Linked DNA regions of Mus musculus: all the other regions are linked to region 4. A link is a contact called in public HiChIP or PLAC-seq and promoter capture Hi-C data. All regions are on one chromosome and are shown on one strand. The core of a region is the stretch at or near the end of the contact, and the rest is flanking DNA. Distances in the headings are between cores, read along the strand shown. Region 1 holds the start of Ubb (ubiquitin B). Region 2 holds the start of Zfp287 (zinc finger protein 287). Region 3 holds the start of Trpv2 (transient receptor potential cation channel, subfamily V, member 2). Region 4 holds the start of Specc1 (sperm antigen with calponin homology and coiled-coil domains 1). Region 5 overlaps Pigl (phosphatidylinositol glycan anchor biosynthesis, class L). Region 6 holds the start of Lrrc75a (leucine rich repeat containing 75A).

Region 1 (4,047 bases), core at 1,518-4,017, 590 kb before region 4:
TCAGGAGGCAGAGTCAGGTGAATTTCTGAGTTCTAGGCCAGCCTGGTCTGCAAAGTGAGTTCCAGGACAGCCAGAGCTACACAGAGAAACCCTGAAACTCGAAAAAACCAAAAAACCTTAGGACATTAACTACAACTGAATAATCTGGCAAGTTCCAGTTCTTGGCGAACCTCTATGTCTTTTAAATCACATTTCAAAATGATAGCTAAAGCTGGGAAATCATGTGTCTCAGTTGTAGACCAGAGGCACATAGGGTCCATACTGCTGAAAATTTTGGGGATTGAAGGGACACAAACCTTCCAATGACAGGTGTTCACTGTAATAGCTTTTAATTTTCTTTTCTATTACTTACCATTTCTCCAAGTAGGTGGTTTTCTTCCTAAAGAATTATCACAACCAGCATTAAGAAATCCAACCTGCTGGTATCTTACCCAAGCAATCATATGCAAATCAGTGTGACCTAGAGACCCCCCAAACCACCAATTTAAAAAAGTACTTAAATAAGCAAAGTTACAAAGGCTGTATGGCAAGCCCCACCCCTTCTGTGGCAAACTGACATTAAGGCTTTGCCATTAACTAAACAAAATTGCGATGTCATACAAGTATAAGCTGTAAATGATGCATATTTTAGTCAAGACCAATCTTTAGTTAAATCATGCCCAAAATAATCAGTTAAGAGCCCCCACCACCCAAGCCACCACAGAATTTCACAAGTGACACCATATATGCTTACCATGCAACAAAACCTTTATTAACATTTTTTAACAGAGGTTCAGCTATTATTGAAACTTGTAATTTCTAAACTTAAATTGGGGCAAGTGGCTAGAGTGCAGAGTAATGCCATCACTGCCCACTGGGAATGCAGACCGAATAATTAATAGCCACCCCTCAGACGGAGGACCAGGTGCAGGGTCGACTCTTTCTGGATGTTGTAATCAGAGAGAGTGCGGCCATCTTCTAGCTGCTTGCCGGCAAAGATCAGCCTCTGCTGGTCAGGGGGGATGCCCTCTTTATCCTGGATCTTGGCCTTCACATTCTCGATGGTGTCACTGGGCTCCACCTCCAAGGTGATGGTCTTGCCGGTCAGGGTCTTCACGAAGATCTGCATGCCACCTCTCAGGCGAAGGACCAGGTGCAGGGTTGACTCCTTCTGGATGTTGTAATCAGAGAGGGTGCGGCCATCTTCCAGCTGCTTGCCGGCAAAGATCAGCCTCTGCTGGTCAGGGGGGATGCCCTCTTTATCCTGGATCTTGGCCTTCACGTTCTCGATGGTGTCACTGGGCTCCACCTCCAGGGTGATGGTCTTGCCAGTCAGGGTCTTCACGAAGATCTGCATGCCACCCCTCAGACGGAGGACCAGGTGCAGGGTTGACTCTTTCTGGATGTTGTAATCAGAGAGGGTGCGGCCATCTTCCAGCTGCTTGCCGGCAAAGATCAGCCTCTGCTGGTCAGGGGGGATGCCCTCTTTATCCTGGATCTTGGCCTTCACGTTCTCGATGGTGTCACTGGGCTCCACCTCCAGGGTGATGGTCTTGCCGGTCAGGGTCTTCACGAAGATCTGCATGCCACCTCTCAGGCGAAGGACCAGGTGCAGGGTTGACTCCTTCTGGATGTTGTAATCAGAGAGGGTGCGGCCATCTTCCAGCTGCTTGCCGGCAAAGATCAGCCTCTGCTGGTCAGGGGGGATGCCCTCTTTATCCTGGATCTTGGCCTTCACGTTCTCGATGGTGTCACTGGGCTCCACCTCTAGGGTGATGGTCTTGCCGGTCAGGGTCTTCACGAAGATCTGCATTTTGACCTTGAATTTAAAAGGTAAAAATTTAAAAGCCTACTAAAATCTTCGATTCCCTACAAAATACTTCTACTCAAAACTCCTCCCCTTTTTGTCATAACATAAAACCTGTTTTGTCATGGTTTCAAACTGCTAAACCTTTCCAAAACACTAAACTGGCATTTGGAACATTCATCAACTGCGGGGCATCCAAGTTCGCTAACAATAGACATGATAAATTGAAAATAAAAAATATCCAGACCAGAAGCCATCGATAAAAATTCAAGTAATAAACAATGCCCGAGTGAGAAGTACCTCTTTTCTGCCTCCCCCCACTGAAATAACCACGATGGACTCTCCATCGGTTAAGCGTCCGTTAAGCTCCCTGGCGCGCGCGCCAGGGCCGCCCCCGCTCCGCGCACGCGACCAAGGCCCACTCTTCCCGGAAGGCCCGTTGCCGCGTCACGTCACCTCGCTCCCCTCCCCCACCCCAAGAAAAAAAAGGCCCGCTTAGCACCACGTAAGCCCCCTCTCTAAATCCTCCCATGATTCAAACGCCGTAGACAAATACCTGTTAACAAATGTGATGAAAGCACAAACCGCCCAGCGCGTCGAAACACCCTCACAGAAAGACCGCCGAACCGGACAAAGCCTCTCGTCACTGAGCTCAGTGGCCGCGCGAGCCGCTATTTATGCAGCGTCTGTTGCGTGACTGCTCACTCCTACGTAGCTGTTGTCTTCCTGCGCCACCGAAAGTAGTTCCGCGGGCCCCCACCTCCCCCAGACCAATTAGGCGTTTTTGCCGAGCTCCCGATTCTTCAGAACCAAAGAAAAGAGTACTACCAAACGAGAGACACTGTATTCCCGGCGTCTCGTCTCCTCTCGTGCAAAAAATTGAAAAAATCATCACGCGGATGAATCCAAGTTAAAGGGCCCTCCCTCGAAAGCTCTGGAAACCTCCTTGCGGCGCCAGCGCTGATTGGTGAGGAGTCAAAGATGAGGCCGACGCTGATTGGTGGAGGTCGCGGGCCGCTCGATTGTTGCTGGGCTCGGTTCTCGGGCAGTTTAACGTCGACGTTGCTAAGTAACCGAGTGCGCATGTGCGGGCGCTCGCCTTAGCGAAATACTGATGTTTCCTGCTTGAGGTGGGGGAGGGGCGTCTTCTCTTCCCGCGTCCGGAACCCCGCGTCCCGAGTTCCCCGTGGTTCTCTCGCACCCATCGCTCGGCGGCTTTACGCCACAGGGTGAATTGCGACCTCACCCTGCTCCCCCTGGCTGGACTCTAGCTTCGCCCAGGCCCCCTCCAGTATGAGCATTGATGCTTCCGTAGCCAGTGTTTTTAGTTGTTTTGTCTTGTGGCTTAGCCGCCCACGGGCCCAGATGTGGGTGGGAGTGGGGTGGCTGCCGGGCTGGAAGCTGAGGATTTAGCCAGAGACCCAGCCCAGAGCCCGGCCGGACTTACAGATTCTCTCCCTCCCCAGCAATCTACAAACAAAGGAAGGAAAGAGGAGAAATGCCTATTAGACTCAGTACCCGGGGTTCACCCACCTCTCCCATTGGGATGTCTATTGTGCAAAGGAAGGGAAGGGGCCCGTTAATCCTAGAACCTCAACCTCAGGACTAGGTTCTGAGGTTTTGGGTGTGGTTGCTTTTCCCTCATCGAGATCAACAAGGAAGGAGCAGAACTGCTCGGATTGCTTTGTCATGCGGAGTCACGAGGATGGCCATGTAAACAGTTTTGTTTGCATAGGCTACCGGCTTCCGTACAGTAAGAAGTCTAGCTACGCTAACAGATTAAACTTCACTCTGTAAAGGTTTACGAGTTATTACCATATTACTGAAGGAAACGTTAGGAACATAGCTGGTTTGCCTAGCATGAACCAAAAGCTCCAGTTTGATTCCCCAGCCCAAAGTCTGCTTTCTAGAATAAAGAGCAGGTAGAATTTTATTTGAAGTGAATTGAAATTCAGAAAATGTCTCCTTTGCATAGTATTTTATTTTTATTAGGAAGCATGAGTCGGACCTTGTTTCAACAAGCAGAGTATGTCTGAGTCAGACATTTTGAGGCACAGACTCAGCCAGAGTGCTGATCTTATGATTGATGCGATGACTTCATTGGGGTAAGTTCCAGCAATTGCCAGACGGGTTATTGCTTCCTAGTTTGTTTTGTTTTCAAAGTAGATCGTTTGGTGACTTCAACCCAGTAATAATATTTCAAAAGAATGGCATCTGGACAAGATAGATTTTTTTTTCCGTAGCATAGTTTTTGTTGCTTG
Region 2 (3,807 bases), core at 56-2,555, 780 kb before region 4:
TCCTAGGCACACACCTAAAGGCATCTGCACTTTACTGTGCATGTGCTTGTACATCTGTGTTTGTTGTTACTCCTTTCACAAGCACAAGGAACATGAGTCAGCTTAATGTCCATCAACATTAATTACTGCCCTGATCTTGACTTCTTTTCTCCTACTACTGACTGGTTGGTATTTCACACTTATTTTCAAAGCTGTACATAATAATGTTATTTATTTTTCTTAGAATTTACTTAATTGTGTGTGTGTGTGTGTTGTGTATGCGTATCACAGGAGACTGTGGAAGTCAAAAGTGGCATCAGAGCCGCTGGAACTGGAGTTACAGACTTTGAGTCATCACGTGGGTGCTGGGAACTGAAACCAGAGTCTTTGTATGAATCATAAGCACTCATAACCACTAATCCATTTCTTCATCCTTTTCCTCCTCTCATTATGTAGCCCATGCTAGCCTTGAATGGTTGTGTAGACTAGGCTGGCCTCAAACTTCACAGAGATCCACCTCTCTCCTACTTTTGTGTTTGGTTTTGGTGGCCCAGTGAATCTAACCTGGTTTTTTTGTTTTGTTTTTTTGTTTGTTTGTTTGTTTTGTGAACATAAGCAGGGAAAGAAATCAGTATTTTGAGGAGGGAGGGAGCCCACACAGAAATGCTAAAAAAATTAAAAAACTCAGTGAGTGGAACAGAAAAACAATAGAAACATCACCAATGGACTCAGCCAGGCAGAAGAAAGACTATCAAGGATGGGAGACGAGGTTGACTACTGTACCTAAATTCAAGAAGGACTTTTTAAAATGAGTATTATGATGTCCAAGAAGTTCAGGATGCCATCAAAAAACAAACCAAAGAATCCACAGAACAGAAGGAGCTAAGAGAAATGCTGAAGACAGAGAATTTGTCTGTTAGTTGAATCTGGAGGTCTCAGTGTCGGATTCTAGAGGTGACAATCAGAGCCATTAGGAATTATGCACTACAGTCCATCTAGAAAGAGCACTGTGGGGTTTCCTCCCTACAAGCCACATACTTGATGCCTGTCTATTTCTGCGTTGTAAGAATCCGGCTTTACTCTCCAAATGGTTTCCCAGGTACTGCTATTGCAGCCCTGACATCCAAGTCATCTGCCAGGCCTGTCTCTGCCCAGGTAAACTTTAAAGTTCCGGTCGAAACCTTGTAGCTAACAGGCAAGTCACGGTGATGGGTGGAGGAGGTTGCCATAGAGACAGGTCCAGGGCCTGGGGCTCGGGATGGGAAGGCTCGGGTTCGGCTTCCCATTGGCTCTACGGACGAGCAGCGTTCTCCACTAGCACATGCGCAGTGGCGCCGAGGCGAGGTCGCTGCGAAGCCCGGGAGCTAGGGGTTCCGGCCGGGGCCTCTGGGGACCCGGCTGGAATGAGCGTGTACTGACGGCTCCCGGCTCCTCCCAGGGAGAGAAGCGGTGAAGCTGAGCCCCTGATGCAGCTCTGAGTCGAGCCTGCCACGGAGGCTCCCGCCACGCCGCCGCCATTGTTGCCCGGGCTGCGCCGACGGGGCCCGAGTGACAGGTACTGATGTCCGAGCGCGAATGTCCACGGGGAGGCCGGCCCGGGGCAGGCTGGGAAGGGGAGGCGGCTGGAGGCAAGGCGGGCGCATCTCCTCAGGGCATGCATGACTATGGATGAGCTAGGCTGGGAGTTGGAGCCCCAAACAAGTACGTGTGGGTTCTTCTCCGTGTCAGGATACTTGTGAGGTTGGCTTTGAGAGAGGTGGATAGTGCTTTCGGTTTACACTTGAGGAAGCTCCTGAGACGGCCTCCAATCACAGCCTAACAGGCTTGTCTTCTCTGCTCCGGGAATAGAGCAAACTATGCAAGGCAGATAAATAGATCGCCTTGGCCCCGCCCCTATGAGATTGTTTGGAAACCTCCAGTTTGTCCCAGTAATCACAAATTTGCTCTGTTGCTGAGAACATCCGGAATATTAGTGACTTGGATATTGAAACATTTCTTTCTGCAAGGTGATAAGTTTTCAACAAGTTAGAAATTAACCATTCTGCTCATGGTTCCTTAAATTATTGCTTCTAACACCACCATCAATAAACACACATCGTGTGTGTGTGTGTCTAGGATGAATGTATTCTAAATTCAAGGATAGAGGAAAAGAAGACCAGGGTAAATTCTGTGTGTTTATCCTGCACTCTGAGGAGTCTGCTTCTGTGTGTATGAGGGGTAGCAGAGAACACCAAAAATGCTTGAGCTGATGGGCCATTCTTGTGCTGGATAGTTTTATGTCACCTTGACACAGCTATGGTCATCTTATAGAGGAAATGCCTCTATAAGACTGAGAGCTACTTCCTGCCTCCAGGTTCCTGCCCTGTTTGAGTTCCTGCCCTGACTTCCTTTGATGATGAACAGTGATGTGGAAGCACGAGCTAAATAAACCCTTTCCTCCCCAGATTGATTTTTAGTCAAGGTGTTTCATCACAGCAGTAGTAACCCTAACTGGGACAAAAATTGGAACCAGAAGTAGGGTATTGCTGTCACAGTCCTGGCCATGTTGTTATGGGAAGATCGTAGAAGGACATTAGAACTTTAGGCTAGAAAAGTCGTTGAGTGTTGGAAGCTCAGTGAGCTATTCTGTAGGAGCTAGGAAGAGAAGGATGTTAAGAGCAGGAGAGAAACGCAAACTTGGCCTTTTGTGTGAAGAATCTTTGGTGTCTGGTCATCTGGAACTGAATAGTCAGCTGTGACTAAAAAGAAACCAGTGTCACTGAGGTGAATAAGAAATTGCCCAAGAAGCTATATTTCAGAGGGAGACAAGATTATACCTCATTCTGGCTGCCAAGCTTAGTGAGTAAGAGTCACTCAGATGGTACTGGTTTTGATGGCATAAAAGAGTCACAGCGAGCATCTGAGGCTTAGCACTGTGTGGCAGGGCTGGGATCCCTGAAGAAGTCCCAGAAGAGGTTGTCTTACTAAGATTTCTATTGCTGAGATGAAACACCACAACCAAAAAGTAGTTGTGGAGGAAAGAGTTTATTTGGCTTACACACTTCCATGTTGCTGTTCATGATAAAAGGAAGTCAGGACATGAATTCAAACAGAGCAGCAACCCGGAGTCAGGAGCTGATGCAGAGGCCTTGAGAGGTGCTGCTTACTGGCTTGCTTCTCATGGCTTTTTCAGCCTACTTTTTTTCTCTAGAACCCAAGATGACCAGCCCAGGGATGGATCACTTACAATGAACTGGGCCCTCCACCATCAATCACCAATTAAGAAATTGCCCTATACGATCTTATAAAGGCATTTTCTCAATAGAGGTTCCCTCCTTTGAGATAAATCTAGTTTGTGTGTCAAGTTAATATAAGACTAGCCAGCACAGAAGGTATTGGTGAAAATACAGTCCAGTTTCATCAAGAGACCCCAGCATTTTGGAAATCCAGTACCGTGGAGTGATCACTAAGGACATCAGCAGCAGTGGTATGAATCCAGCTGGAGCCTAAAGGACAAGCTGTGTGTTCTGCAGAGATTGGAGCCAGAGAAGTGACCCAGGCCTTCTGGAGGAGCCCAGAAGATTGTGAATGGATTCCATTGGACATTGGACGTTGAGTTATTTACACAGTTAGAGTTCGGCTTTGATTTGATTTGATTTGATTATGACTATTTCCTGGTTCTTTCCTCTTGAAATAAGAAAGTAACTTATCTTTTATTTTATAGGAGCCCACAGTTGAGAGACTTTGGATTTTAAAAAAGACGGAAATAAAATGTTTGATTTTTGTAACACTTGTGAGACCTTTTAAGTTTGAAAATGTTTTATGTTGTGATGTCGATATTAATGTGTG
Region 3 (3,611 bases), core at 82-2,581, 620 kb before region 4:
AGAGAAGTGAGTTGCCACCTCGCTTCGTGTCCTGATGGTCCTCTTCAGTTCTCAGAACCCAATTACGTTCGTTTCCAGTCTGACTCATATCTGAGGGTATAAGACACCACCTCCGAAGGGGCTTTAGAGCTGGCAAGCGCTATCTGCCTTCCCACCTCAAACTGCACACTGGGTCTGGGGTTAGCTGACAGCTAACCTCACCCTCAACAGAAACAGCAACCACAGCCTCCATCACGTGGCCGGGGCTGGGACCTAGTTAGAGCTGGGGAGCCTCTGTCTTCCTCAGAGTTCAGAAACCGGAAGGAAAGAATCAGAGCCGGTCAGAAGACAGTGGGGGTAGGAAAAAGGGGCAGGGAACAGGTTGGTAGAAATAAGGGACAGAAAAAAACAGGGCCAAGAGAGGAAGCGGTAGTGTGGCCCCGGCCCACTCTCAATTTGTTACAGGATCCCAGTACACTCAGAGAACTGGGTGGGGCATTTTCCACAATAGCCAGGGGGCCTGACTGAGGTTTCACTTCTCTGCCCACCTTAGTAGGACATGGGCATCCTCCTTTTGCGCAGTCTAGCTTCCACCCTCAAGCAAATCCTGGCAGACGCTGCGTCTGACATCATTCCCAACCCCCAGCAGCAACAACTGTCTTCCAGAGGCTGTCTACCTTACCTCCTGGGATCCCCATTCTGGCAGCAGAGAAAGAGGCCTGGAGGTTCAGGGAGCCAGATCCCACGCAGACCCTTATTCCAAGATGGAGATGCCGGGAGACCAATCCAATCATTCACTGTCATACTTCCAGACGCAACCCCTAGGACATCCTGAAATAGCCCATCGACTTACCCCTCAGGCTGAAGTCAAGGCGTAGCGGCAGCAGACTACAAGCCAGGATCACCAAGCCTAGCGGGACTCTCCAGCAGCGGGGATTGAGAGAGGAAGTGCCGCGGAAGCCTCCGTAGCTGGCCGTAGCTTTCTCTGTATCGTCCACCCTCCACCTGTTCGTCGCACACAGTGGATAGTGCGGGCTTAACGCCAACCTGTCAAGGACCAGTGACTGGCCACTGGGCTGATCATCAGGACCACTGGCCACACCCTGCTTTCGCGAGACACGCCCTGCTCCTCCATCGGTGCACTTCCACCCACAACTGTAGCCAGAGAAGCCCCTGGGGCAGTCAGAGGAAGTTCTGGGGTGGTGGGACCTAGGCTTGGGTGGAAGCTGGCACAGGTGTGGGATTCATGCCCTAAAACACTGACGCCCACCCCTCCTGATTCTTAACACCGTGTGCCCTCCCCCGGCCATTTGGTTCATCACTGTCCGACCCAAGGGAGAGAAGAATGGGATAGCCCCAGAGAGAGAAGAGGTTCAGTCTAGCATTTGCCCCAGAGAATGCAGCCCAACCCATCCAGCCATTATTTCCATCTAAGGAAGATTCGCTCAGCGTCCTGACCCCAGGGATCCCCCGAGTATCCATTTACAAGGGCACTTCCAGAAACAGCCAGCAGGTGGCAACCGTGTGGCCAACAGGAATGGCTGAAATTGTACAGCCCCGGCACTGCCAGGGAGAACAAGGACCAGCTCTCCCTCTCTTTTTCGCCGGAAGACCTCTGTCCTTGCTCCACATCCCAAATTTTGTTTGATTGGTCCAAAGCACTAATTTCTCTCCCGTGAGAATGTTCTACCAAACCGGTCCCCCTGCTTCTCCGCTGCTACACTCATACGTCACACCCCATTCTTATACCAACTAAGGTGGTCTGCTAAAAATATAAACCAGGGGCCAGCGTTTAGCTTTAATGGTAGACTTAGTGGCATATGTAAGGCCCTGTGTTTGACCCCCAGTATCAGTAATCAAAGAAAAACTAAATAACAAAAATTAATTAATTAATGTCACCCCCACCTCCAAGCCACTTTTTCATAGCACTAAAAATAAAACCCAAACTTCATACAACAACCTCATGCAGCCCAGAGGCCCGCCCCAGTCATGTCACCTTCACCATGCTACACTCCAGACCTGTACCGTCCAGTATGGCAGTCATTAGCCACGGCAGCTATTTAGATTTTAGTTTGGTTTACACTTTTACCTGCGGCAAGGACTTGATATGAAACCAACTGTGGCAATCCTCCTGCCTCTCTCTCTACAGTGCTGGTGTTATAACTGTGCCTCCATGGTTGGTCATCTTTCAGATGAGTCCACTGTAAGGCAAAACTCAGCAAATACTAGCTGGCATGGCCCTCCACTCTTCCCAAATATGTCCTGTTTTCTCTGTAGTACAAGCTGTCTCACCTGCTAGGAGCAACAAGCAACACACACACACACACACACACACATATACGCACACACACAGTAGCATCGCCATCATGGCCACATACCTTAGTTCTAAGCATCTTCTGCTTGTGTTTGTGTTTCTTTGTTGGTTTTATAGTGCTTGAACATGGGCATGCCAGGCCAGCCTCTACCACAGCTTCCTGCTCTATTTTCTGTTTAAACATCACTTCCTCTCAGTAGAGCTAGACCAGCTAGACCCTAAACTGGGGGGAGGGGCCCTAGAAACGTACTCCTAAGACACCTGCCTTGCCCCTGGCAGAGGCTGATTTGTACTGTGCTGCCTGCCCCCTATAATAACATACTTAGCCATCCACTGTTGCTCAAATGTGCTTAGGACTGCAAGTGCAGAGTAATGCCAGCACTTCTGTTTAGCTGGGCGAGGCCCCAAGAGGTGACTCCTTGCAGCAGGAACCAAGCCACGTATATGCATTTAAGCAATCAACTTCATAAATGTTTAAATCTATGCTTAAAATTTCCTTTAACAAACTCTGTTTTTTTTAAGCAGTTACTTCATATTAGCTTTTTTTTTTTTTTTTTTTTTTTTTTTTTTTTTTTTTTTCTATGAAGACAAGGCTCCAACTTCTCCTGAGTGAGGTGAAGCCTCTGAAAGAGAATTCTTGAAGCAACTGAGGGCAGCAGAATGGGAAATAGAATTTTTTTTATTAGGTATTTTCCTCGTTTACATTTTCAATGCTATCCCAAAGGTCCCCCATACCCACCCACCCCCAATCCCCTACCCACCCACTCCCCCTTTTTGGCCCTGGCGTTCCCCTGTACTGGGGCATATAAAGTTTGCAAGTCCAATGGGCCTCTCTTTGCAGTGATGGCTTACTAGGCCATCTTTTGATACATATACAGCTAGAGTCAAGAGCTCCGGGGTACTGGTTAGTTCATATTGTTGTTCCACCTATAGGGTTGCAGTTCCCTTGGAAATAGAATTTTTTAAATCTTTTTTTTTTTCAAGGCAGGGTTTCTCTGTGTAGCCCTGGATGTCCTGGAACTCACTCTGTAGACCAGGCTGGACTCGAACTCAGAAATCCGCCTGCCTCTGCCTCTCAAGTGCTGGGATTAAAGGAGTGTGCCACCACTGCCTGGTGAATTTTTTAAATCTTAATGCTGTGGCTTTATGTTTAAAATAAAGCCAGTAAGATGACTCATCAGGAAAGGGCATTGGTCATGCAAGCTTGGTGACCTGAATTTGGTCCCTAGAACCTATGTAAAGTTGGAAGGACAGACTTGACTCCACAAAGTTGTCCTGTAACACAACCACACATGCATCATGTAAATATAAATGCACG
Region 4 (3,898 bases), core at 1,229-3,728:
GCTAACATAGTCTGGTTATCAGTAATGCTAATGATTTCCTGAGACAAAAATGGACGTTAAGCCGGGCGGTGGTGACGCATGCCTTTAATCCCAGCACTTGGGAGGCAGAGGCAGGCGGATTTCTGTGTTCGAGGGCAGCCTGGTCTACAAAGTGAGTTCCAGGACAGCCAGGGCTATACAGAGAAACCCTGTCTCAAAAAAAAAAAAAATATGACTGGAGCAACAGGCGAGCTGCGAACAACCAGTGGTCATGGCACAGGCGAGGTTGCTGGGTGCTGCTAGCCGCTTTCTAAACCATGCCAGCAGCAGCCTGGGCAGCCTGTAGGCAGCAGCAGCCTGGGCAGCCTGTAGGCAGCAGCAGCCTGGGCAGCCTGTAGGCAGCAGCAGCCTGGGCAGCCTGTAGGCAGCAGCAGCCTGGGCAGCCTGTAGGCAACTTCTGCCACACTTCAAGGAACAGATCATTCTTCCAAAGCACAGAAAACGATAGGAAGTTCCCAGCAGGATCACTCTGAACAGCACGAGCCTAATGACAGGGAGGAGGGAAACGTCATAGCAAAGCCACTTACCAACACTAAAGAAAAGGTTCCTGTTTGGATCAATCAAACAAGCCAAACACACATTTTAGGTGAGATTTTGTTCTGGGGGTCAGGACTGGGTTTTCCCTGTTTGTCTTCTGTTGTTGTTGTCTTGTTGATACTGTTTGTTTGAGACAGAGTCTTGCCATGTAGCACAGGCTGGCCCCAAACTCATCCTCTTCCCTCAGTCTGGAATGCTAGAATTACAGTCATGAGCCACTATACATAGCTCCAAAATAATTCATTTTCAAGCATTACAGGATTTTAGTGAGAAAATCCAGCAAAATAATGTGCTGGGGATTTTCAAGAAGGAAACCTACATGGTCCTATCAATGCATGTTGTACAAAAGCAGTGGGGGTGGGTGGGTGGGAACCCAGCCTTCCCTGACTTTTAACGTCTAAGAAATCAGGTATGAATAAAAATACATTTAACACAACAAAGTCCAGTTACAGAAAAGACAGGGGAACATTTCCCTAAAACCAAACACGACAAAAATGTCCCACGGTGCTTCTTAACAAACAATAAAATTATCTACCCAGCACATCCACAAATCAGCTTAAAAACTAAAACTGATGCGGGCTTCAGAAGGGGCCGCGGAGTTAGCTCTAAAACTGCTTTCTTTGGCCAAGTGTGGTGGCTCACTCCTGAAATTCCCAATGGAAGGAGGAGGGTCCAGCCTGGGCCACATAGCACTTCCAGGCCAGCCAGAACTACCTAGGGAGACACTATCTGGAACACAAACTAAAGGACTGCGAATGTGGTGGCTCGTCAGAGATAGTTAGCAAGACCCTGTCTCAAAATAATCAATAAGCAAACTTGATGGCTTTGAGTTAATCATGCAAAGCTATTTTCCTTAGACTAAGGTATTAGGATTGACAACCCTCGGTCTCCACCCTCCAACTCCGTCTTAAACGTTGAAATAACATCGTGTTTGAAACTGGATAACCAAATCGTATGAAACCAAAAACTGATCAAAAGGGTTCGGTCGTGACTTCACTCAAAAACACTTTATCTCTCGCCTCCAGCCACCGCAGTTACTAATGGATACCCATGTCAACCAGTTCGACATAATTCATCCGATAGAGGGCAAGGAAGAGCACCTTCAATGGGATTTTTTTTTCCCCCAAAGCGTATACTGCTTATTATATAAACTTGCGCGCTGGCGTATTGGAGCTCCCACAAAATCAAACTAAGATATTCAGAGTCAAACTTGTTTTTTTGTTTTTTGGTTGTTGTTGTTTTTTTTAAGCACATAAAACTAATTTTGTTCCAAGGGCATTAAGGAAAAGAGATCGGCACTGTTGCGCTCACGCTAGCCTGCGCACCGCGGGGACACGCACCAGCATCCGCACAGTTCCCCGCGCTCCTAGGCGTCCTGGAAACCCTCAGCCCAAGCTCTAGGCGACCACCTGGGCAGGACAGGGATGCAGCGGCTTTGTGGACAAACACTCAGCGGCACTCCAGTCCCGCCGAAGCGCACGCACCTGTCCCGGGGGCTGGGGCTCCCCAGGGCCACAGCCGGCCGAGCCACCTGGTCCCCGTGCCAGGCTGCTGCGCCAAACCCGCGGCCGGAGGGGAGGGCCGGCCACCTGCGGTCCCCACCTGCAGCGCGGTCCCTGCGCTGCCCGCCGCCTGGGTATCCAGGACCGCAGCGCGTCTTTCCAGAAGGGCACCCCACGTCCCCGAGCCAGGACTCCTGCACCCCGTCTTGTTCGCCAGACTTGAGAAAAGGCAGCTGAGAAACAGAGGACCGAGCATCCCGTACCCCAACTCACCTGCCGTGGTTCTCTCGCACCGGACTCCCGCGCCGCTGCAGCCCGCAGCTACCGCGGCTTTCCTAGCTCACGGATGCTCTGGGGAAGGTCCTGGCGATCCCGCTGGCGCCTTCCCGATGGCCACGTCCAGGGGGCGCCCGCGCGCCAGTGCGGGGCTTTCTGGGAGATGTAGTCCAGACCCTCCGTTCTCATCTAGCGGTTTCTTTCCGGAAGTTTTCCTTGTGTTCTCATCGACTCAACCTCCATTGATGGGTAGTCGTTGATGGAGCATCTCACTGGGGAAGAAAGAGGGTCCCCCTCGGCACTTTAGACTATTGTTTTTTTATGGGGGGGGGGGGGGGGTCAAGATAGGGTTTCTCCATGTAGTTCTGTCTGTCCTGTCCTGGAACTCACTTTATAGACCAGGTTAGCCTGGAATTCAGAGAGATACACCTGCTTCTGCCTTCTGAGTTCTGGGATTAAAGGCCCACCACCACCCGGTCTCTCTCTCTCTCTCTCTCTCTCTCTCTCTCTCTCTCTCTCTCTCTCCCTCCCTCCCTCCGTCCCTCCCTCCATTCCTCCCTCTCTCTCTCCTTGTCCACTCTCCTCTCTCCTTCTCTCCTTTCCTCTCTTCCTCCTCCCTCTTCCCCCTACCCACCGATACAGGGTTTCTCAGTGTAGCCCTGGCTGTCCTGGAACTCTCTCTGCAGACCAAGCTGGCCTCGAACTCACAGGGATCCTCCTGCCTCTGCCTCCCAAGTGCTGGGATTAAAAGCAAGTGTCACCATTGCCTGGCCTTCCTCCCTCACTGTTCCATGTGTGTCCAGGTGTACAAACTATGTACTTGATGACCTTCCACGAGGATCGGAAGACCCGTCTTAGATCAAGGGTATTCAAGTAGCTGAGGTAGAGTCTCCAAACAAGCTCTCAGTCCATTGTTCTTAAAGTGAGGATTTCAGACCAATGCCCTCAACATTGTACGGGAGCTTGCTTAAAGTACAAGAATCTACACCCTACAGAGAATATTAGGTTTTGGTTTGGGTCATCTTTTGTGGTGCTGGGGATGAAAACCAGAGCCCCATATGTGCTAAATAAGGGTCCACCAGGGAGCTACACTCATGCACTATTTAGTTTTACTAGATTCAAAAGAGAAAAACACCCTCTGTAAAGGTGGGATCCAGAAATTTGTACTTTTACATATAAATTCTTGACATAATTTTGAAATAGATTCAAGTTTGAGAACTTGTCTAGGTTTCCCTTGTTCCCCTCAAATAACTCCATGACTCATTTGACATTGATTATCTACACACACACACACACACACACACACACACACACACACACACGCTTCTGTGGATACACTGCAGGGACCGTTTATGTTCCAGCTTAGACCTCTCCCTCACTTTAGCCCTCATTCCCCAACATCTCTAGGACACCTCTGAGGCCCTGGAATTGAACAAGGTCAAGACCGAGTTCAGGGTTGTCCTTTCTCTCAGCCTGGTTCTCCCTCCCCTGGGGGTGAACGCTTTGTCCAGAGACTAAAGAACATGTTCTGTATTTATTAACAT
Region 5 (3,889 bases), core at 1,089-3,588, 540 kb before region 4:
AGGGGCCTGTGTTCCTATAAATAACCCATCACCCATGCTGCTGAAAACAACCCTAAGTAAACTCACTGGGTCAAACACACAAACAAAAGGAGAAGAAAAAAAGAAAGACGTGGATAAGGAGGGCCAGCTGGGAAGAGAGAGAGAAGCAGTAGGAGGGGAGGGGTCACAAGGGAGTGCTATGGGGGCTGATGACCATGAAGGGACATTGTATACATTTTTGAGAATGTCAAAATGAAACCCATTACTATGTAAACTAATATATGCCAGGAAAAACATAAAAACCTTAAAGAGGGTTAAAAGCTGAATCAGACTCAGAAGACTGAGGCAGGAAGTCAAGTTTGAGATCGGCCTGGGTTAAAAAAGAGAAAAGATCATTTAAGGAAAACAGGCAAAATTACAAGGAAGGAATGCAAAATATCAAAATATAATGCATTTTTAGGATTCTCAGAAAGAATGCAAGAAATGCAAAATAAAAGCAAGATGCTTGTGGAGAAGGGCACAGGCAGAGTTCAAATGGCTTCCGTGAGTCTGACCCTAGACTTCTAGAAAATTCCGATAAGGAAATGGAGAAGCTTAAAGGCCGGTAGAGCAAGTAGAAATACCTAATCTATGCCGGGCGACGGAGGTGCATGCCTTTAATCCCAGCACTCCGGAGGCAGAGGCAGGCGGATTTCTGAGTTCGAGGCCAGCCTGGTCTATAAAGTGAGTTCCAGGAGAGCCAGGGCTACACAGAGAAACCCTGTCTCAGGGGAAAAAAAAAAAGAATTACCTAACCTACATTCACCTCCCTTACCAAAGGACTAGCAGTTCTACAGCTTCACCACCAGGGGGGCGATTTCTCTATCCTTGTGAACTTGAAAGTGAGGATCCACCCAAGACGTGGAATGTTAGTGTGTACACCAGAAAGAGCCCCCAGCCCCTAAACCTTTGCTTGTCACATAAAGAATAACTCATGTGAAAGAGGAATAGGAATATGAAAAGAAATTGAATTTTCACAACAAGGCAATAAAGTGGGAGGGCCTCCAAATGACAAGCTCCCAATAGATTGGAGCCTTGAGATAACCAAGTCTCAGCTTCCCAGAAAGCAGAGCCTACACTGAAGCCACCTCACTGTCACCTGGAGACAAGGACTGTGGAAGGCACAGAGGGAGGGATAGTGAGCCATAGAGGGAGGGAAGCTGGGAAGGAGGGTGGTTTTATTGATTTGATACATGGCTTATTAGATCCCATGGGTGTCTAAAAAGCTGTATGTACAGTACCTCCACACAGAGGGCAGGTTGTAGCCTGTTAGCTCTTCAGACTTCAAGGTGAGCTTACTTGGGTGCCCCAGGACTGAGATGTCATAGAAGCCCTGAGCTAGAAAGCAGGTGGTAGACTGAGCCTGAGCCATGGGCTTGTCAGACAACAGTGAGTATCTGGAGATAAGGGTGCCCGGGACCCCAAAACATCAGGGCAAGACTCAGAACAAATTCAGTGTTCACTTAGCTAACATGGACCAAGTACACACTTCTGTATCATACCCAAGGCAATAGCCAAACATGGATATAGGTCACTCTTTATGCTTAGGGCTGAGTGGAGCTGAGGTTTGGGATCTTGCAGGATGAAGGAATTTCCCAGGGAAAGGAGAGCCAAGAGGTCAGGGATTCCAAGCCAAGGAGGCAGTATGATGAGCTGGCGGCATGAGCAGCTAGCTGGCAGTGGTTGCTGAAGCGCACCGGCAGCTGGTGGAGCTGAGAGTGTCGCAGGCCTCTGAGGAGGACAAGGAGGTGGAGGTGGAGGAGGAGGAGGAGGAGGAGGAGGAGGAAGAGGAGGAGGAGGAGGAGGAGGATGGCCACCATCCAGGGGAGCAGAGGAAGACTGTGGCCAGGCCTTGTGTTTGACAAGCCCTTGAGAGCGGGAAGAGGGTGGACTTAGCAAACAGTGTTAGTGCTACAGGAAAATGCTCCCAGCTCCCGGCTCCACCCGGGACTGCTGTGTTCAGTAAACAAGCTCGCCTCAGCCTGTGACGCTTGCTTTTCTAATAGTGAAATATCCTCAAACTCTGACCTTCACACATTCTAGTGACTCGTCCTTACTGGTACTTTTACAGTCCCTCAGCAGTGCCATGCAAACACTCTGGAGAATCTGTGGTGCAGGAGACTCCTCCAGTCAGTACGTCTGAGAAGGGAGGCCCCTGGGCTCCACTAGCAAGAGGAGGTTTGCTTTGTCTTCTCTCAGACACAGCCTCTGCAGAAGCGACCAGGACCGGTGCTGCTGCAGAGCTCCAGCAGAGCTCCAGCAGGGTTAGGTAACGACTTAGCTCCCTGAGAACCAAGTCCTACTTTTGCACACTGCACTCTGAACTCTCATACAGATGGAAGTGGTTCAGACACCCTTATTTGGTCTTGTGGCTTGTTTAGCACAGTGCTGGCAGAATCTGCTGCCCCTCCTCCACCCACTTCAGGCACATTTCTAAACTTAATTACTTCCTTTGTCATCTAAAGTGGGTAAAGGTCAGTAGGGTTCAGTGTAACGGCTTTGGCAGGCCCAGGGCCTGGAAGCTTAGTTGGAGCCCAGCAGTTGGCCCGTCCTCACCAAGGGCTCATTTAGGGAGGCAGGGGCTGTCTCCCCATGCTGAGGCCATCCTGCAGCGTTCCTGCTGGAGCACAGGAGGACCAGGGAAGACAAGGGAAATGGATCTAAGCTAAAAGGTTGGACCCAACAGTTGAAAGCAGGGTTCAGTAACTTCTGTGGAGTAAGGGCAGTGGTTCTCAATTTGTGGGTCTCATCCCCTTTGGCGTTGAAGATGAGATATTGTGCATATCAGATATCTATGATTCTTTGTTGTTGTTTTCTTGAGACAGGGTTTCTCTATGAAGCCTTGGCTGTCCCAGAACTCACTCGGTAGACCAGGGTAGCCTTGAACTCACAAAAAATCTGCCTGCCTCTGCCTCCTGAGCACTATGATCAGAGTGTGTGCTACCACCACCTGACTAATTTGCATATTTCTAATGGCTAGTTATACATGTTTCTTAGCATTGCATGATAAATAACAGTGGCAAAGTTACAGTTGAAATAGCAACAAAATAATGTTCTGGTTGGGGTCCCCACACATGAGGAACTGTATTAAAGGGTCTCAGCATCAGGAAGGTGGAGAACCATGGCTCTAGAGTGAGACAAACCTAGAGGGGAAATAAAACAATGGAAAGAAGGACGAGGAGAAGGAAGAACATGCCCTGAGAGCGGAACAGTCAGCACCTTGATTAAATGTCCCAACAGACCCCTTTCTGCACAGGGCTTCCCTCTCCCAAGTGGAATCATAAAATGGCCTTTTCTTTTAGCCTTCGATGCAAAATGAGCCAGGAAATCACAAGTGTAGGTACTTGTAGGAAATATTTCCTTAATACTGTCCGCAGGTCACAGGGCCTTGTCCTTGCAGGTATGCTGAAGCTTCTACAGGCTGACGCAGGAGGGTTTATGACCACTTACCTTCTTCCAAGACACTAAAACAGAGGAAGAGCTGGGCGCGGTGGCCCACGCCTTTAATCCCAGCACTTAGGAGGCAGAGGCAGGTGAATTTCTGAGTTCAAGGCCAGCCTGGTCTACACAGAGAAATCCTGTCTAGAAAAAAACAAAAAACAAAAAAAACAAAGACAAAAAACAAAAACCAAAAACAGAGGAAGAAAAGGCCTGCTGGATACATGGGTTGTACCAATTAGTAGTTAGTTCAGCCTGGAACACTGGGGCCCTGTTTCTGTCTGTTCTACATACCTGTAAGTACTGCTGCTGCTTGTAGACTGGAGACCCTTGTGTGCTTTATGAAAGATGCCCAAACTCCTGTGGAGTCCTGTAGACCAGGCTGGCCTCATACTTGGAGATCCACCTGTCTCTGTCTCCCAAGTCCTGGGAT
Region 6 (3,987 bases), core at 370-2,869, 690 kb before region 4:
TTTAATTTATAATTTTTTTTAATTTTTAAAGAAAAATTGTCACACGCCCCTATAACCCCAGCACTCAGGAGTCAGAGTCAGGTAAATCTGTAAACTCGAGGCCAGCCTAGTCTATGTAAAAGGTTCCAGATTAGCCAGGGATACATAATGTGATCTACCTTAAAAAAAAAAAAAAAAAAAGGACTGGTGAGCTGGCTCAGTGGGGAGGAGCATTGACTGCTCTTCTGAAGGTCCTGAGTTCAAATCCCGGCAACCACATGGTGGCTCACAACCATCCGTAATGAGATCTGATGCCCTCTTTTGGTGTGTCTGAAGACAGCTACAGTGTACTTACATATAATAAATAAATCTTTAAAAAAGAAAAGAAAAAGTCGTGTGGTCGTACTCACCTAACAATCCTAAATTAGTAAGGTGGAAAATAGGTGGATTTGTGGAGTTCATTGGCCAGGCAAACTAGCCTGCTTGGGGAGTTCCACGCCAGGGAGAAACTTTGTTAAACAAAAAAGCACCAGGGTAAACAGACACAGAAATACACACACACAGTCTTCACCTTCCAACTCTTGACATAAATGTTACTGTGTTACTATCCTAACCTTCCAGAAGGAGCCAGGGATCTGGAAGCCCAAGGCTTTTCTGATACGTATCAGCAGCAGGTGGTGGACTCCAGCCCTCTGGCCTAGAGCAATACTAGCGACCTTAAGAAAGAAAAAATAAATAAATAAATACAAATAAAACTGCTGCCCCTCCTACAGCTAAGAACAGGGCACATGGGCCTCCAAAATACCTTATCCAAGCACCATGGGTTCCCAGGGGGTTGGTAGAAGAAACCCGAGAAGAAGGCAACAAGGAATGTCTAACCAGAAGCCACATTTCCGCTTTGAAGTAGTAGCAGGAAGACTTAAAGGTCTCCTCTCAGCAGTGTCGGAGGGAGAAAAGAATGCAGAGTTCACAAAACTAGAGTATCCAGATCTGTGTCCGTGCACCAACTACCATCACCTACCTGAAAGCCACTGGGGCTCCAAGAAACGAGCATCGGAACCACCCAAGATGCTAGCTAAATGCACATTTCCAGGCCCGGAGAAGAGGCTTGCTCAGTGGGCATTGAGCCAGGCCTGAGATACTACGCTTTAAACCAGCACCTCGGACAATCTGAGATACTGATTCTCTGCAGAGCCCACTCTTGAGAATCTAGACTCTGCGGCGAACAGGACCTCCAAGTTCCGAAGTTTCTCTCCCTCGCTCGGCGCCCCGACCTCCTCCCACCACCGTAATCCCTGGGCCTCACCTAGGCGCGCAGTCAGGAAAGCATCGGGGAACTCACTGACCTTTGCCAGGAAGCCGCGGGCCCCAAGAGGCGCAGCACAGTGTCCGGCAGGGGGCGCTGCACCAGGGACAAAGCAGGGCGGGGGCGCCGGGCACCCCTAGCCCAGAGCCGCGCGGCGGGAAGGAGCGGGCGCCGGAGAGGGAGGGAGACACGCGGCGGCGCGGGGGCGGGGCGGCCGGCGGGGCGGGGCGGGGCCGACGGGCTGGCGGCGAGCGCCGGGACGGGCTGGCGGCGAGCGCCGGGAGAGCGCGCCGGGGCAGCGAGGAGGGAGGAGCGAGGGGAGTGCGGGCCGCAGCCGCCCCCGCCCCCGCCCCGCGCCCGCGCCTCCCGCGCGCAACAGTTCCCCCAAAGTTGCGGCCGGGGAGGCGCGAAGCCGGCGGGGGACGCGGCCTTAGCCCGGCGCGCGCAGCCCCAGGCGGGCGGCGGCATGGGCACTCGGCAGACCAAGGGCAGCCTGGCGGAGAGAGCCAGCCCCGGCGCGGCGCCCGGCCCCCGCCGCGAACGACCCGACTTCTGGGCGTCGCTGCTGCTGCGCGCCGGGGACAAGGCGGGGCGCGCGGGCAGTGGGCTACCCCCCTATCACCGGCGCGTCGGCATGGTCCAGGAGCTGCTGCGGATGGTGCGCCAGGGCCGGCGGGAGGAGGCGGGGACGCTGCTGCAGCACCTGCGCCAGGTGAGCGCGGGGAGGGGGCATGGGGGGCGCGGCGGCTCCCGGAGCGCCCCGCCCCTACGAGGGGGGTGACAGGAGAGCGCCGGGAGGCACCGCCCAGGGTCCCCGTTTCGCGGGGATGGAGCGGTGTGTCAGCAGGTGCCTCTGTGTTTCCTGCTGAATTTGGGGCCTCAGGCTAGGGTGAGGAAGGCTGACCTGTCCAGGTAGGTAAAGGGGACCTGTTGGACCATTGTCCCTGCTCCTCTCCTCCACAAGTCCCCAGGGATAGTTGATGAGAGAGGATACAGAGAGGAATGCCTGGTCTGGGCCAGAGTTTTCTTCCTCTCTGCTCACAACCTATCACCCTCTTGCAAGGGTCCCCAGGGAATGCGCAGTTATCTGTTTAAGCCAGCTTCTGAGGTATGTCCCTAGGACCAGTAAGATTTCAGCCCCTAGATCGTTTGCAACCAATATTGTGTCTTGTGGTTTCATCTCCCCTAACTTTGGCTGGTCCTTGCAGTGAGACCCCGGCAGAAGTCTTGGTCAGAATGAAGCTAGGCTTGGTTTCTTGGCCAGCAGGAACTGTACTGTACTCTCTCAGCCTGGTCCTGATTCACTGACTAAGGGGCATACTACACATCTGACCAATAGTCCCCTTCAATAGTCCCCTCTATTGAAGGGCTGGTGCCTCACCCACCTCTCGTTTTTTTGTTTTCCTTTCTCATTTTCTTCCGGGGAAAGTGGTAGCCTGTACTATAGGGTCTTGCTGAGTGGCAGAGGCAGGAGGGTGCATAGGTGCTCGGTGGAACAGTGATCAGATCGGTTTGGTCTGGCTTTGTGTCACGGACTCGCACAGACGTTATATTTTTGTGCAGACCTTATATTCTTGGAGGACCCCTGTAGATAAACAGTGTGCTGAAAATGGGGGAGGGGAAACCTCAGCTGACCTTTGTGAGGTTTTCCCATTACTGATAGAAGAAGCTGTAGGGACAACTTCCTGGGAGGAGCTTCCAGGATCTAATTGGATCCACATCTCCCTGGATTCTGAACCATGGCTTCCCTCACACCCTATAATGTTTCTCTGGAGTTTGTTCCTAAGGTGTGTGCACTGCAAAAGAAAGAGAAGTAGAGACTTGAGGACTTGGGGAGGTGTAAGCCTTCCACCTTTGCCTCTAGTTTTCCTGACAACAGCCACAGTGATTCTCTAGAGGCTGCTGTACCCTCAGATACCTTCTCTGGGTTGAATCATCAAAGAAAGATAGCATTTTACACCATGTAACTTTAGTGGTGTGTATTTCTCTGTCTTTTGAAAATCAAAAGCCAACCTTGTATGGCCTCCATGGTAATTCTGTCACTTTCACATGCAAAAATGGATTTTCCAGACCGTCATTAGCTGTCTGTGCAATAGGCAGTAAGAGGGTTGTACCAATCACATGCAGCTTCCCCAGCCCTGAAGAACACCAAAGCAAGGAAGAAACTGACAAGCCCTTATTGAGGGGTAGGGGAGAAAATTAAGGCAACATTGGCAAGCACCAGTTAGGAGCCCACTGGAGGGAGCCGAGGGTCTCAGGGAGGAGGCTGATGTTAGGGGTATCCAGTAAAATTACACATCGCATTGTGGGACCTGGCCCTCTCCCTTTAGGGTCTTCCGCTTGTGTGTCTTTGGCTCTCTCTCTGGCACCTCTCCAACCACAGGCCCCGGAGGGCTAAAGGGAAGAGGCAGGGTTAATCAGACTTCCCCCTTTTCTGGGGCTCCCTGGCCCTGTGCCTGATGATGAGGGCTGTGGACCTGGAGAGCTGCCCTGCGTTGCCTGTAATGTGGGGATCAGAGAGCCCTTCCAGGAAACGGTCATTGACCTTAGGCGTGTGGCAGTGGGGCTCAGGGATGTCCCAGTGTCTGTGACAAATGAAAAGGGTGTTTTCTAGGACCCTGAAACCAAGCAGCGGAATGTCTAGCCAGATTTGTGCTGCAGTCTGAGTGGCTCTCCCCCAAGATACTATTTCCATCTTAGTT

What was found. Promoter capture Hi-C pulls out the DNA fragments that hold promoters and counts their contacts. HiChIP or PLAC-seq counts read pairs in DNA pulled down with a chosen protein or histone mark.
Region 1: a contact with region 4 is called in a promoter capture Hi-C map of erythroid cells, with 11 times the contacts expected there. The contact joins the promoter of Ubb here to the promoter of Specc1 in region 4. A contact is called at or near these places in 2 of 39 promoter capture datasets (embryonic stem cells and erythroid cells) and 9 of 115 datasets of contacts at active chromatin or transcription factors (astrocytes, differentiating embryonic stem cells, extraembryonic endoderm stem cells and 6 more).
Region 2: a promoter capture Hi-C map of embryonic stem cells shows a contact between it and region 4, with 2.8 times the contacts expected there. The contact joins the promoter of Zfp287 here to the promoter of Specc1 in region 4. A contact is called at or near these places in 2 of 39 promoter capture datasets (embryonic stem cells and pre-B cells) and 1 of 9 other capture datasets (embryonic stem cells).
Region 3: a contact with region 4 is called in a promoter capture Hi-C map of embryonic stem cells, with 3 times the contacts expected there. The contact joins the promoter of Trpv2 here to the promoter of Specc1 in region 4. A contact is called at or near these places in 5 of 39 promoter capture datasets (cranial neural crest, embryonic stem cells, hematopoietic stem and progenitor cells and 1 more), 1 of 15 datasets of contacts at CTCF or cohesin (large pre-B cells), 8 of 484 Hi-C or Micro-C datasets (the HL-1 cell line, cerebellum, cerebral cortex and 3 more), 8 of 115 datasets of contacts at active chromatin or transcription factors (SST interneurons, bone marrow-derived macrophages, embryonic basal ganglia and 5 more) and 2 of 9 other capture datasets (adipose tissue and liver).
Region 5: a contact with region 4 is called in an HNF4G HiChIP or PLAC-seq map of pancreatic cancer cells. The contact joins the enhancer-like site here to the promoter of Specc1 in region 4. A contact is called at or near these places in 2 of 39 promoter capture datasets (cranial neural crest and pre-B cells), 1 of 484 Hi-C or Micro-C datasets (cerebellum) and 3 of 115 datasets of contacts at active chromatin or transcription factors (embryonic forebrain, microglia and pancreatic cancer cells).
Region 6: a promoter capture Hi-C map of embryonic stem cells shows a contact between it and region 4, with 4 times the contacts expected there. The contact joins the promoter of Lrrc75a here to the promoter of Specc1 in region 4. A contact is called at or near these places in 4 of 39 promoter capture datasets (cranial neural crest, embryonic stem cells, hippocampal neurons and 1 more), 1 of 484 Hi-C or Micro-C datasets (embryonic stem cells) and 1 of 9 other capture datasets (embryonic stem cells).

Annotation. Positions count from the first base shown.
Region 1 is chr11:62,549,891-62,553,937 of GRCm38.p6, reverse strand. It overlaps Ubb (ubiquitin B), which reads right to left and starts at 2,767. Exons shown (of 2, transcript NM_011664.4): 1 at 2,343-2,767; 2 at 725-1,798. The coding sequence starts at 1,792. The coding sequence ends at 875.
Region 2 is chr11:62,729,394-62,733,200 of GRCm38.p6, reverse strand. Zfp287 (zinc finger protein 287) reads left to right here and starts at 1,305. Exons shown (of 6, transcript NM_133208.3): 1 at 1,305-1,534.
Region 3 is chr11:62,573,347-62,576,957 of GRCm38.p6, reverse strand. It overlaps Trpv2 (transient receptor potential cation channel, subfamily V, member 2), which reads right to left and starts at 1,331. Exons shown (of 15, transcript NM_001382489.1): 1 at 833-1,331.
Region 4 is chr11:61,955,343-61,959,240 of GRCm38.p6, reverse strand. It overlaps Specc1 (sperm antigen with calponin homology and coiled-coil domains 1), which reads right to left and starts at 2,478. Exons shown (of 15, transcript NM_001281818.1): 1 at 2,352-2,478.
Region 5 is chr11:62,493,465-62,497,353 of GRCm38.p6, reverse strand. The region is part of intron 2 of Pigl (phosphatidylinositol glycan anchor biosynthesis, class L); the gene reads right to left. Among named protein-coding and RNA genes, the nearest start is that of Pigl, 37 kb to the right of the region's middle. Within about 2 kb of position 2,338, at least 274 of the 459 cell types and tissues checked have an H3K27ac peak or open chromatin away from gene starts, as enhancers often do. A contact at or near this core is called in pancreatic cancer cells and pre-B cells, where this site is marked.
Region 6 is chr11:62,646,155-62,650,141 of GRCm38.p6, reverse strand. Lrrc75a (leucine rich repeat containing 75A) reads left to right here and starts at 1,619. Exons shown (of 4, transcript NM_198861.1): 1 at 1,619-1,997. The coding sequence starts at 1,752. It overlaps Mmgt2 (membrane magnesium transporter 2), which reads right to left and starts at 1,478. Exons shown (of 2, transcript NM_175002.2): 1 at 1,286-1,478.